Linked DNA regions of Hordeum vulgare: region 1 is linked to region 2. A link is a contact called in public Hi-C data. All regions are on one chromosome and are shown on one strand. Each heading gives the region's core, a stretch centred on a gene start, on an enhancer-like site or on the middle of the called end of the contact. The rest is flanking DNA. Distances are from core to core; before and after follow the strand shown.

Evidence for each region. Hi-C and Micro-C count contacts between places; a contact is called where the count stands out from the background.
Region 1: a contact with region 2 is called in a Hi-C map of leaf, with 5 times the contacts expected there. The contact joins the promoter of LOC123427118 here to the promoter of LOC123427117 in region 2. A contact is called at or near these places in 4 of 6 Hi-C or Micro-C datasets (leaf, seedling and an unstated tissue) and 1 of 1 datasets of contacts at active chromatin or transcription factors (embryo).

Annotation. Positions count from the first base shown.
Region 1 is chr2H:543,421,693-543,424,392 of MorexV3_pseudomolecules_assembly, forward strand. It overlaps LOC123427118 (protein NLP2-like), which reads left to right and starts at 1,371. Exons shown (of 5, transcript XM_045111074.1): 1 at 1,371-2,700. The coding sequence starts at 2,350.
Region 2 is chr2H:543,098,225-543,100,924 of MorexV3_pseudomolecules_assembly, forward strand. It overlaps LOC123427117 (homeobox protein Hox-B3-like), which reads right to left and starts at 1,254. Exons shown (of 7, transcript XM_045111072.1): 1 at 914-1,254. The coding sequence starts at 1,128.

The DNA.
Region 1 (2,700 bases), core at 121-2,620, 320 kb after region 2:
TTGGTCCTTTTCAGGTGGTGCAACGGGTCGGTCAAGTGGCGTACAAGCTTCGACTACCAGCCTCACGCATCATCCACCTGGTCTTCCACGTATCACAGCTACGTCAAGATCTACCACCAACTGAGCAAGCACTGCAGGAGCTACCTTCCGAAGCAGCGAACAGTCCAGAAACGGTGGAGATCATCGACACCCGTCTTCATATCCGGGGGGACAAGTCAGGTACCACAAGTGCTCATCCGATGGACTGATCAACCGGCGCCAGTGGCGACTTGGGAGGACCGTGACGAGCTCCAGCATCACTACCTGACTGCTCCAGCTTGGTGACAAGCTGTGTCTCAAGATGGGGGCCCAGCCAGAGGAGCAAGGCCGCGAGAAGACGCAGATGGCCTGCAAGCCCAACCCACGCTACACCGGCCAAACCTGGGGGACGTGACTACTTATGCAGAGGCATCGACAACAGAGAGACCAGGCAGGAAGTAGGCAGCGGCGACGGCGACTCTCAACCCGATCCCCTTTTCTCTCTGTATCCCAGGAACCTTAGCTCGAATTCGTCAGATTCCATTGAAATCAGACCTTGTACCTAGTCGGAGCGTAACAGGTAGTGTCCCTTTGCGACGACGGAGACAACTCAAGTGTTGCCCAAAGTATGTCCAGTGGATGCAACCGACCCTCAATGCTTGCTTGGTGTGGCCCTCCTTCCGTGTTCTTAGTTGGCTAGTTAGTTTGGGCGTAATGCTGGTTGTCGGCACCAGCGCTACTGCTGGTGCCTTTGTATTGTTCTGCCTACTGCCTCGTATCTTTCTTTCCGCTTTGCTTTGCACCTCTTTTGTAATGTGATGTTCTTGTAATCCTGATCAGTTGATAGCTTTATTAATTCAAAATCGAAACTCTTATCGAAATGGACCGACGTCTTTTCCTTAAAAAACATCTTAAATTAAATCCTAGAAATGGCACCACTCTTTAAAAACATAGCACAACAACAAAACTTTCACAAATACTCATTTATATAAAAGCGCGTGCACACAATCTATCCGTACAATTACCTACGAAGACCGAATCCACGCATTTTGAGATTGAGGAGCTCAGCACATGTGCTTGTAGCAAGGGATTGTCGAGGGAAAGGACGTCATCTCCCATCGTCGAATGACCTAAAATAAATTTAAAATATTAAAAGTACCCATGCCAATCTAAGATTTAAATTCGAGTAAACCAACTCCATCAGAAGAAAGGTAATTATGTGAGCTACTCTCGGTTTGGCAGAAGCGACAAATCAGGCCGCGTCAAGCTTGCTGCAGCAGAGGAATTCGTTCCGTATGAGTTTGCGATACCACTACCATTTCCTGTGCCAAAACAGAGGAAGAGAACCCAAGGCCAGAAAAAATCAGCCAGCCGAGTTAATAATTTATCATTTAAAGAGGGCGGCCGTGAGCGTGAGCCGAGCCGGGAAGAATCCGCTGCGGGGGAGTAGAAAAACAACTACTCTAGCTCAAAGCCAGCGACCGGGCTAGAGAATTTCCAACCTCCAATCCAAGCCTCGCCTCCTCTCTCTCCCAGCAACTAGCAGCCTCCGATTCTCCCCTCCCGCCGTCTCCTCAGATCTGCGCCGCCGCGCCGCCTCCTCGTCAACCCGTCGTCCTTATCCCCGCCGCCAGCCGAGGAGTGGCGGCCGCCGCTAGGTTGCTTCCGTCCGGGTTGGCGCTATCGGCGGCGGCGGAGGCTGCCGGGCTTTTTTGGGACCAGCAAATGGTTCCGGAACTGGGGCTTGGAGGCTTCCAGTTCCGTGTGGTCTGGTGATTGGGCCCAGCCGGGACATGGTTGGCTCTGCCGGCTCGAATTGGAGGTTCTGAGTTACGCCGAATTTTGTTTCGTCAGAGGAGCTGATTTGGTGAAGCTGTTTCAGGCGGCGGCTGATTTTGGGGGAATAATCTTCCGGAATCTCCTCCTTTTGGTTGCCTCCGTGCTCAATTTTCAGAATATAGAGCGTCTTTGATTACCGAGCTTCTGTCTTGTGCGCTCGCTCCTTCCTTCGTCAGAAAACAGGGCTTCTGCAGCTGCTTTTTCATCCAAAGGTTTGACCTTTTGAGTTGAGTTCTTGTGCCGATGATGAACTGCTGATCTAGGAGTCTTGGAGTGTGCGCAGTCACTGTATCGATTCAGTGGAAGAAAAGCAGTCTCCTGTTCAGATTCTGCCTATTAAATCAGTCCATGTGTTGCAGTACGAAGATTCTGCTTTGACAGGACGCACACTGCTGCGACCCTTCTTTATCTGCTCCCCAACACAGCACACCGAAACCTTATTGTCCCACAGGAGTGGATAAGTATCTGGAACCAACCGAGTGCAGCACAGCCATGGATGTGCCTCTGCCTTCACAGTCCAGCCGTGCTGGATGCAATGGAAGCGTCGGCAGCCCGTCGGATGATCCATATGGCGTTACGGCCATGATGAACTTTGATGGGTACTCAGAGCTCTGTGGCAGCCCTTCGATAGCTGATCAGCTATTCTCGTTACTGAACGATTCGTCCGCACAGCAGATGTTTGCTATGTGGTCATCCTTGGGATCTTCGCCGCGCGCTTCTGGTGTCAGTGAAGATATGCAGCTTGATGCATATTCCAGTGGACCTGGGGATCAAAAGGTTGATTTGGTATCTTCGGTGAATCCAGCCGAAGCTGGGACTGGGAGAGTGGCCAAGAGTTCAGGC
Region 2 (2,700 bases), core at 4-2,503:
GATCAGGGCAGGCAGGATTATGTGCAGTGAAATTGGATATGCACAAGGCTTTATGACCGTGTGGAATGGTTTTTCTTGAGGAGCATGATGCAGAAACTTGGGTTTCATGAGAAATTGATCGAAATGATGATGGCATGTGTTAGCTCAATGAGGTATAATGTGAGATTTAATTCTCAAGAGATGGATATTTTCACTCCTACAGGGGGTGTCAGAAGGTCTTTCTAGTATGTTGCAGTATGGAGAAAAAGTTGGTAGCATGGATGAGATTAGAGTGTGTAGAAGTGCATCTGTAAACATCACACGTTTTATTTACTGATGATTCTCTAACTCTCATGAGAGCTATGTGTTAAATGCAACTTCTTGCAACATGTACGAGACACCTATTGTCAAAGTTCAGTACAGATGGTTAGTTTGGCAAAGCCAAGTATATTTCTTAGCCCAAATACTAATGACAATTCTGGAGCGGAGATTTCCCAAGTCCTGCATATCGATACTGAGGGATTTTCATATAAATACATAGGACTTCCAGCTATGGCGGGGGCTGATAGGGTGGATAATACTCCCTCCGTCCCATAATATAAGAGCATTTTTGACACTAATATAGTGCAAAAAATGCTCTTATATTATGGGACAGAGGTAGTATATGTTGTGAGAACATTATTCACATGTCCAAATACCCCTACCATTTCAAGAAGAAGCATATTCACATGTCAACCCGAGGGGGGGAAGATTGATTAATCTGAGCCCAGAAGGAGGTAGTGGCAACCTGTAATCTCCAATACATGATACAGAACCTAGCTAATTCTCAAAGTTCTCGACGAATTATAGCCACAGACGTCCGAAGTAAGAACTCAAACCCTCCGCCTCATCGAAATTGACGGAATCCCAAAACCCGCGCGACCCAACAACTCACTTGACGAGCAGCTCGTCGAGGATGGCCTGCTCCTCCGGCGTCCACTCCCGCGACAGGCCCGGGTCGTGCCGGAGCGCCGCCGCCGTGCCTCCGGGGCTAGGGTTTGCTCCCCCTCCCCCGCCCCCACCTCCTCCTCCGCCGCCGCCGCCGCCGCTAGAGTGGGACCCGTTCTGGGCGGCGGCGCTGGCGGGCGGCGGGTGCCCGTTGGCGCCCATGCCTCCCAATTGGCGCGAATATTTTTGGCTCCCCTGGAGAAGCTGGAGCTGCTGCTTCTGAGCGAGTGTTGGGGGAGCTCCTGTCTCTCCTCTTCCCGCTACGAGTGGATGTGGGGAATAAACAAGGTTTTCCTTTTATTTTGGGGATCTTCTCGATCCATTTGGGGTGTATATGCTGCAGCCGTTCGCACTGTGCGACCGTAGTGGTACGAGGCAGTGTTTTCTTTTCAAAACTGCCCCTTCTTTGCGGAAAACCAGCGTCTTTTAGGGTGTAAAACTAGTGTTTGCTAGTAGTAAATGTGTAGGTAAAATGCCTATTGATATTAGGTAGGGTATTAATTGCATGTAGATATTAGGCAGGATACTAATTATATATCGATACTCCCTCCGTCCCATAATACGCTCTTATACTATACGGGACGGAGAGAGTATTAGTTATGATGTTCCGTTGTTTTTCTAACGTTAATACTTATTTGATAGATAAAACTCTAGGCGTTCGTCATTGGAGTAAGCTAGGTCTTTAGATTGGCATAGCTTGATGATCGCTATTAGCTGAAGTCTTTTTGGGCCATTTTATTTTAATATATAGAATTTTATGATTTTACAACTACTAGTAAAAGGAAGCAACTCTATATATGACAAACCCATAAATGACAGAAGAAAAAAGAATTAACAGAACTTGCTAAATGTTTTTGGAGTTGTTAGACATACACCCCTTGCAAAGATCAAATGCAACTTGGTTGAAAAATGATGGCCACCGCTTTTTTCGAGACTTATGCATCGGCTATGAATAGGAACTAACTTAACAGAAGAAGAAAATTAAGCATGAATCATATTTTACGCATTTTTAAAGCTCATTTGTTGCGTGTTCTTTTATATATCATTTTTATTGAACCAAATAGTTGTCCATTGTGCATGTTTATAGGTATTTCTATTTATCATTGTGAGCATTGTACATTTAGTGTTTTATGTAGTTTTTACAAGTTTTTTTTCTTGTGTCTACATGTGTTTTGGACCAACCTAGGACCAAGCATGATGAGAAAACAAGGATGGGTTTGATACGGAGCATACTTGACCAAATGGGTCGGCCCGGCATGGCCCGCTAGAATCGTGCCTGGCACGGCACGGCCCGCTAGCCGTGGCACGTTTATTAAACGGGTCGTGTCGTGCCGGCCCACGTGCCCGGGGTCCAAGCCCAAGCACGGCACGGGGGCTATACGGGTCGGTCCGTCGACACGCTAGGCCCGTTGGCCTCCTAGGATTTTAGTATTTTAGGCCGTTATTTTGACCGATTTCGGCCTGTTCGGCTATTATTTGGGCCGATATTGACATACTGGGCTGTTTTTTGGTTTGATTTTGATCTATTGGGATTTTCTTATCTTATGTATATAAAAAATAAAAATAAAAAATAAAAAGGTAAACGGGTCGTGTCGTGCCGGCCCGCGTGCCCAGCCTCCAGGCCCAAGCACGGTCCGAGGCGTGCTTCGTGCCGGGCCCGAGCACGATTAGGCCGTGCCGGGTCGGGCCCGAGTCGTGCCACGCACGCGAGCTGTCGGGCCGGCCCGGTTACAC